Regions from separate parts of the Mus musculus genome. Here region 1 is linked to region 2. The links are chromatin contacts, called in public ChIA-PET maps. All regions are on one chromosome and are shown on one strand. Each heading gives the region's core, a stretch centred on a gene start, on an enhancer-like site or on the middle of the called end of the contact. The rest is flanking DNA. Distances are from core to core; before and after follow the strand shown. Region 1 overlaps Man2a1 (mannosidase 2, alpha 1). Region 2 has its middle 21 kb from the start of Man2a1.

The links. ChIA-PET counts read pairs in DNA pulled down with a chosen protein or histone mark.
Region 1: an RNA polymerase II ChIA-PET map of memory CD8 T cells shows a contact between it and region 2, with 5 read pairs. The contact joins two enhancer-like sites. A contact is called at or near these places in 1 of 39 promoter capture datasets (embryonic stem cells), 2 of 115 datasets of contacts at active chromatin or transcription factors (embryonic stem cells and memory CD8 T cells) and 2 of 9 other capture datasets (adipose tissue and liver).

Annotation. Positions count from the first base shown.
Region 1 is chr17:64,723,747-64,728,039 of GRCm38.p6, reverse strand. The region is part of intron 16 of Man2a1 (mannosidase 2, alpha 1); the gene reads right to left. Among named protein-coding and RNA genes, the nearest start is that of Dreh, 41 kb to the left of the region's middle. Within about 2 kb of position 1,834, at least 40 of the 459 cell types and tissues checked have an H3K27ac peak or open chromatin away from gene starts, as enhancers often do. A contact at or near this core is called in memory CD8 T cells, where this site is marked.
Region 2 is chr17:64,578,221-64,582,583 of GRCm38.p6, reverse strand. No RefSeq gene overlaps it. Among named protein-coding and RNA genes, the nearest start is that of Man2a1, 21 kb to the left of the region's middle. Within about 2 kb of position 2,668, at least 48 of the 459 cell types and tissues checked have an H3K27ac peak or open chromatin away from gene starts, as enhancers often do. A contact at or near this core is called in memory CD8 T cells, where this site is marked.

The sequences.
Region 1 (4,293 bases), core at 585-3,084, 150 kb before region 2:
CAGAGGCTAGCAAGTCTCTCTCTGAGCTGTTGTCCAGGTCTAAGGCAGTCTTGGGCCTCAGCCCTGGACGGAGGCAGTGTGTCTTCTGAGAGTTTCCAGGCTTCTCACAGACAAACTATCTTACACACCATCCTTACATTCCACTTCGAATCTCTGAGCACACTAAGGGCTGAATCACCACTCAACGGAAATAACCAAGAAAGAAAAACACATCCCTCATCAAATAGAAATAATGTGGCATGGGAGGAAACCAGATTGGCGTGTGGTAAAGTAAAAGACTCTGGAAAAACAAAGGGACAGCAATTTTCATCCCGGGCAAGCACACACGTGAGAACATGGGCTCTGTAGTGTAGTGTGCTAGCATGTCTGCTGACAGGCACAGGCGAAGAGGGCATGGGGGAGCCAGCTGGCATTGATACTTTCTGAGGCCACACTCTTCCCAGATCACTGTGTAACCCTGCCCCGTCACTTGCTGACAGTCCTGAGGCTGGTGGCATCACAGCTAATCCTCTCAGTCACTCCCACTTCCTGGTCCAGGCATTGCTTATACTGGGGGCATAGAACCTTCACAGGACCAACGGCCTCTCCTCCCATTGATGACCGACTAGTTCGTCCTCTGTTACATATGCAGCTAGAGCCATGAGTCCCATCATGTGTTTTCTTTGATTGGTGGTTTAGTCCCAGGGAGCCCTGGTGGTACTGGTTAGTTCATATTGTTGTTCCTCATATGGGGCTGCAAACCCCTTTAAGCTCCTTTCTCTTTTCAGGGTACTCTTTTCAGGGTACTTTCTCTAGTTCCTTCATTGGGAACCCTGTGCTCTGTTCAATGGATGGCTGTGAGCATCTACTTCTGTATTTGTCAGGCACTGGCAGAGCCTCTCCAGGAGACAGCTTTATCAGGCTTCTGTCAGCAAGCTCTTGTTGGCATTCACAATAGTGTCTGGGGGTACAACCATTCTGGAAATCAGTTTGGTGGTTCCTCAGAAAAATGGACATAGTACTACCGGAAGATCCAGCAATACCACTCCTGGGCATATACCCAGAAGATGCCCCAACATGTAATAAGGATACATGCTCCACTATGTTCATAGCAGCCTTATTTATAATAGCCAGAAGCTGGAAAGATCCCAGATGCCCCTCAACAGAGGAGTGGGTACAGAAAATGTGATACATTTACACAATGAAGTACTACTCAGCTATTAAAAAGAATGAATTTATGAAATTCTTAGACAAATGGATGGATCTGGAGGATATCATCCTGAGTGAGGTAACCCAATCACAAAAGAACACACATGATATGCACTCACTGATATGAGGATATTAGCCCAGAAGCTCGGAATACCCAAGATACAATTCACAGACCACATGAAGCTCAAGAAGAAGGAAGAACAAAGTGTGGATACTTCGATCCTTCTTAGCAGGAGGAACAAAACACCCACGGAAAGAGTTACAGAGACAAAGTGTGGAGCAGAGACTGAAGGCATGACCATCAAGAGACTGACTCACCTGGGAATACATCCCATCAACAACCTCCAAGCCCTATTTTTAAAAGGCCACTTTCTTTAGATGTCAAGAAAATAATATGTATTTCAAAGCCTGGCTATTCTAACCGCATAGGTTCAGTGAGATGTGCGGTCTTTGGGTCTGGTTAATTCCAGTGGTTTTCACTTGCAAGCTTTTCATAATGAGGTTTATTTTAAAATGACTGCTCCAGTGCAGTTCCTCCTGACTGAACTACACACCATCTTAGCCAAGAGGCCCAGAAGTGATCCTCGCCACCTCGGGGCTGAGAGGAGCACAGGGTAGCACACACCGGAAGCACACACCGGAAGCACACCCCTGCACACCCTTTGACTGCCACTTCTAAGAGTAAACAACAGGAGAACATGCCAGATGGCTGTCAAGAGGGAGATGACTAGAAAACCGCTCTGATATGGGGGACAGTGCTGCAAAGAACAAGAATGGGGTGGCTGTGTATCCAGGCAGACAGGCTTCTGGAGAGAGTGCACTTTTGTGTAGTGCCCTAAACACCATGCTACAGTTTTCCAGAGGCATGGAGTTGCCTATGTGCACACAAGAACACACCTACATATCTTCAAATGTTCAGACATTACGTGTATAAAGCATTAAAACTGTGGCAAGGGGGTATGTATGCATTATTTGTGTTTATAAAAATACTTTAAAGCAGTTGGAAAGAAAGACAATTTTCCTACATGTCAAGAAAACAATGGGTCACCAGCAGGAGGTCCTCTCACATTCTAATTTTGGAACAGCAGCTTCCGATGTGCAGACCAATACGCTGGTATCTGCAGGGCCTTCCCTGCAGAACAGGTCAGGAGAATGGGGGCAAGAGAGAGGAAGCCTCAGCTGTTTAATATTTGCTTAGAATTAGCTTATTGACCTAAGATACATATCTCTTGAGAGAGCAAAGCTGGAAGCCATCCTTAGTATGCCCTAGGTGTGGAAGGCAAGGCACAGGGAACACAGAGGTATAAAGACTCTTGGCATGACAGTGTGTGTGTGTGTGGTGGGGGCAGTTCTGATCAGCAAAGATGATGTTTCCACCCACCGCCTCTGCTTGCTTGCATTACCTTCTGTCCACTCCCTATGCCCCTGGCCTTATCCTGCCAAAGCTACTTGCAGCAGCCTCCCTTGGTGCTGAACAGATTGGTGTTGGCCCTTCCCTGTCATCTCAGTTGAACAGCTCTGGAAGACACAGCGTATTTTCCCCATGGGACAGACTCTGCAAAATCACATAGCACTTTGCCACATCCAATCAGAGGAAATCTAATGAGAGGAAAGCACGCCTTTAATCCCAGCACTTGGGAGGCAGAGGCAGGTGGATTTCTGACTTTGAGGACAGCCTGGTCTACAGTGTGAGTTCCAGGATAGACAGGGCTATACAGAGAAACCCTGTCTCGAAAAACCAAAAAAAAAAAAAAAAAAAAAAAAAAAGCAAGAGAGCCCTGAACACTTCCCAGAAAGAATCCAGAATCCTATAAGTGGCCCCCACCTTTTGATTAGGTCAAGAAAGGATGAGGGCATCTGGCTTGCACCCAACTAGAAAAAAAGTCACATGTCCTCTCCTATGTGGTCCACAGCTTCAAATCTATTGTTTGTTTAGGTGTGCATCTGTGTATTTAACCTGAAGTACATGTAGAAACCAGGAAACCAGAATTGGGGGACTGAGGGATAGTTTATTAAGGGAGATGCTGCCATTGCTCTTGGTTGCCCACCATAGATTCCTGGACACTACAGACTTTCACTGCAGGACACAGAGAAATCGATCTTAAACTGACCAGGAAACTCTCCCTGCTAGGCCTCGCTTGCATAGTACTGGAAGGTGCTATACGGGTGTCTGAGAGAGAAGACATCAATCATCTTAGCTAGTGGTGGCCCTCACATGTTACAATACTGACAAGCAGGCAAGATGTACCCACTGGTACATTAGTGGCAAGACTATTCATGGTGCTGCTCTGACTACTTTTCTGTTGCTGTGGTAAAATACTCTGACCAAATGTGACTTCCAGCAAAGAGTTTATTTTATATTATACCTGCAGGTACAACCCACCACTGAGGGACATGCACACACATACATGCATACACTCACAAGCAAGGACAACCTGCCTGAGGAATGGTGCCACCCACAGTGGGCTTCAATATCACTAATTCAGGCATGCTCGCATACCAGTCTTAACTAGGTAATTCTTCGATTGAGACTTCTCTCCAATGACCTAGCTGTGCATGTTGACATTGATGGAAAATCAGAACACTAACCACTCTTTTGATTAGATTTGAGATTGCCACAGAAGGACATGCACACCTGAGGCTATAAACATAGTCAAAGATCATAGTAAGGGAGGCCATGGGCCCTAGATCTAGGCTATTGTTGTGCTATATTGTCATGTGAAACTGACTTCTTTTTTTTTTTTTTTTTTTAATTATCCTTTATTTATCTGGTGGCTGGAGGCAGGCAACTTTTTTTCATTAGATATTTTCTTTATATACATTTCAAATTTTAAATGCTATCCCAAAAGTTCCCTATACCTTCCCCCTGCCCTGCTCTCCAACCCACCAACTCCTGCTTCTTGGCCCTGGCATTCCCCTGTACGGGGGCATATAAAGTTTGCAAGACCAAGGGGCCTGCCTCTCTTCCCAGTGATGGCTGACTAGGCCATCTTCTGCTACATATGCAGCTAGAGACACGAGCTCTGGGGGTACTTGTTAGTTCATATTGTTGTTCCACCTATAGGATTGCAGACCCCTTCAGCTCCTTGAGTACTTTCTCTAGCT
Region 2 (4,363 bases), core at 1,419-3,918:
GAAAACTGCTTTCTCTACCCTTTCTGTCTCTTAGGCTGTGAAGCAAAATTTCCTCTTCTTCTTCCTCCTCCTCTTCCTCTTTCTCCTTCTCCTCTTTCTCTTCCTTCTCCTTCTCTTCCTTAAACATTTTATCTAAGATGCTGAGCATTGGAGAAGAAAGAGGCAAGGAGTCATTTGAGCAGAGTTCCAGAAGCCAGCTATAACTAATAACTCCCACCTCCCATATCCCACACACTCCCACACAAAGAATGTCTGTAGGCAGTATCCTTTGACTGACAGCAGCCAAATGGCTGCCCTGAAGAAGAGGCAGGCACCAGGCACCAGGCACCAGGCACCAGGCACCAGGCACCAGGCACCAGGCACCAGGCACCAGGCACCAGGCACCAGGCACCAGGCACCAGGCACCAGGCACCAGGCAGGGGTTACATCAGCATCATTTGATTCAGCCCCGGCATAAGCCTACGCCTTTCCTCCTGTTCATACTTACATGACAGAAATTTGCTAGATCTGCCTGAGATGATGAGTTTTGTCCATCTGCTTGAGGGCCAGGCTTTAAAGAGCCCCGGTGTTGTTACTACCAGACAATAAATTATGAAAGCCCTTTTTAGTAAGAAAATAAAAGTCCCCCAGTGATTGCTACCCCTGCCCCTGGCTAGCATTACCTAATGTGGCATTAGGTAATAGAAGGATAATTCAACTGAATGAAGTTATGGTACAAAAGCCAAATAAAAGAGCTAAGAAGAAATGCACTTCAGAGAGATGCAATACACCAGCTATGTGTTGCCCCTCATACAACAAGTGACTTGGGCAAGGCTCCATGATATATTTCTTTCAGAAGCTGAAATAAGCCAAAGATATTCACTAACCACAGAAGAATTTTTCTTCAGGACCCCAAGTTTTTCCAGAAAATTATTCAAGTAAGAGCATTTGTGGTGGTTGTTGTTTTCTGCAATATGATCAAGCTGACCGAAAACATGGGTGCCCTACAGCAATCTACCCCAAGCAAACCATCTCCATGAACTCCCCCCACCCCTGCACCTCCCGAAGATCACCTTGATATGTTGGAAGAGATTTTCTAACTGAACACAGGTAATATGTCAGTGGCTCAGATCTCAAGATAAAATGCTCCATTCACATCGAGCAGCGATTAAATACGCAGGGCATGAAATAAGCAGCAAGCTTGGCTTCGAAGCCATCTTGCAAACTGTATGCCATCCAAGTCAGACCATATGCCTTTAAATCTAGATGGCTTCGTCTCCAAGAGAAATCTAGCTGCTGCCTCAGCACCAGCATGGCAGGAGCCTTCAGCTGAGGGAGAGAGGCAGTTCAAGGCAGCCTGAGAAATGCCTGCTAACAGGTGTGCCCGCATAACAACTAACAACTAACAACTCTTAGCCATCTCATTTGGGATGACTGTTCTGTTCAGTCAACAAAAACCTTCAAACTGGCAGCTCAAACCAACGTTGCCCTTAAGTAGCTCACTGTGACATCTGGGGTAATCTTTGTCTAGGAAACTTCACCACTACTTTTCCCCCTGACCTCTTCAAAAAGAAAACTCCTCCAGTTGGCATTTAGTCGAGGCTCTGCCCCACAGTTACCTGGCAACATCCAGGTGTGCCTGACTCACTATAAAGGGGGCTGCTTGCCCCTCCTCTCTTTCTTGCTGTCCTCTTACTCCTGTTCCCCCCTCCTCATCCTCCTCCCCCCACCTCTCTCCATGTGTTCATGGCCAGTCTCTCTCTCTCTCTCTCCTCCCCCCCTTCTCTCAGATCCCCTCCCCATACCCTGAATAAACTCAAATCTGGAAGGGATGCCTCAGCATGGGCCAGCAGAGGCACCCCCTTCCCCCACACCTTATAGCACCTCCACCAAACATATTCCTTCTCTGCTTATCTTTTTATAAAACACAACACCACACACACACACACACACACCCCTACTCCACATAGGGACGGGCCTACCCCTGTGCCTGACCCCTAAGCATAGGGTGCAGGCCAGCCATGAACATGTGACAAGAAGACCAATCTGAGCCCAGATACGAGAGGGAGTCTTTCACCCTTGGGATTAACTGAGTTAGGAGAGTGGGACCACGAGTATTCTGGTGGTCTTCTTCCCATCAGATGAGGCGTTTCAGTGGACAAACACCATCAAGAATGGAAAGGAAAAAAAATGACTGGGAGGGAGGGAATGGGGGTGAGTGCAAAACAGAGTCCCAAGGGCACTGCAGAGCTCCCAAGCCTGTTGGTAGCTCAAGTATCCGGATGAGCCAAAGATGAGTTAAACAGCTCCTGGCAACATAGGAGAGGCTCAAGAAATGTTACCAATAGTCCACTGTTTGTTCTCCTTGTTTGATACATTAAAGCCATCCTATCTTGTCTCTCTCTTAGCAAAGCCAGTGAGACAGAAGGGAAGTAGATAGGCCTGCTGTCCTACCTCAAAGCAGAGCTCCCCCGAGTCTCATAGATGGTGGCTGTAGCCCAAAACATCTTGTCCCACTGTGCTCACACACTCAGACTCACACACTGGTCCCACCATAATCAAGGAAAACGTTTCGGTTTTGTTTTTTTTTTTTAAATGACACCTCATTTCCTGGAAGAGGAAGGAAAAGAATTAGTTAAACCCGAAAGTGGAAACCGCGGCAGGAAGTGGGTTACATAAGCACTTGACAGGCATGTGGTTTTCTAAGGCTATGAAGCGCCAATCTGTGCTCACTTGGCTGTTGGCCAGCCGCACCATCCTAGGAAGCAGGCAAACTAGAGTGTTAAAAATACAAAATTTATCAACTTGACAGTGTTGAACCTCATGAAAACAAGAGATCGTGGCAGTAATTAGTGTTAAATATTAATTGTGATTTAAAATTCAATTACTATAGGACAAGTGAGACCATCATTAATGATGGTGTCTGCAAAATATACATCTTGTCACCTCTATACATTTGGGCAGATAAACCATTTGCTTGTACAATAAATGCTATTGGTTGATGATCCAATTCGGTTATTTTTGTCATACAATCTGTGTGGTACAAAAGTCTTAAAGGTAATTCCTAAGATCTTATGTTTGTGATATTTTCAGACTCAATAAGCAATGCCATAAAACTATACAATTTAGAACTGAAATGGATCTTACAGGCAAAAGAAACTAAGGTGGAGAGAGGATTAATGTACTGGGAAATGGCAGGGCTGGGACCTCACGTCGTGTGTCCTTGATTTCAGCTGGACATCTCTCTTTTATACCCTATCTCGAATAAGCCATAACACAGAACATTAGTGACCTAGAGGAAAAGATTCCTAAAGTCAACTTGTCTAACTTGTTCATTTACAGGTAAAAAATGGGGCTCAGAAAATGAGGTTCCTGAAAAGGAGCCAAGCTAAAAATATTGATTTCTACAACAGTGTAGAAACATGTTCATCAAAAGGCACAAAATATCCCACCATTTAATTTCTGCAAGAGTGGGGGGGGGGATGACAAATACCCCAGCATTCCTAGGAAATTCCTAGTGATTTGCCAGGCCAGTTAGGAAGATTTGTGAGAGTCACAGAGTCTCACAGTCAAGCAAGTGCATGATCGAATATAAACAGCTGAGCTAAAAACTAGAACCTCCCACAGGCTTTTGGTGTCTTCCTTTTTGTCCATACCCACTTAGATATAGAGACTGCAGCTATTTCTGAAAGTAAAACTTGCCTGGCTTCAGCTAAATAAATAAATAAAAAACAAACAAATAAATAATAAATGTTCTTAAATAGCCCAAAATATCAAGTTCCCATTCTGGTTGAAGCTCTTAATAGTTCTGCTCTGGGGCTGTGGGGTTAAACTCTGCGTTTATCTGTGCATCTCTGCCTCTTTCCATTTCCATATAGGATATGTGTGACAAGTGGAGATTCCCGAAGACAGTCTCAGCTCCCTCCACCCCACCTCCTCTCCCCACTCCTCCCACCCCCGCCTCTGAAAATTAGTGGAGTTAAGTCATTCTATCTAAAGAAGAGAAGGAAGATTAGAAGCAAGCCCAAGAGTTGCCTGTCCGCCTACAGGAGAACATTAACATTGTTAATGTGTTGGAGGCTTGGCTTGACTCCCCAGGGAAATGGTTGGTAGAGGCAGAAAATGTTTCAATCCTATCTTAGCCAGGGGGAAGGGCATACTGGTTACTGTTTGTTTTATCTTGTTTTCCTTTGCACTATCTCAAAACCTCTCGGTTTGGCATTACTAACAACAAAGAACAAACAAATGTCAAATCAGATTAAGGAGGAATTACCAACTGCTTGCTCTCTTCAAGCTTCCTGCTAAAACCCTACCAGATGTTCAGAAAATAATACTGTCCTTGCCCTTAAAGAGTTCATGGACCTGTTAGAACAGGATACTTAAT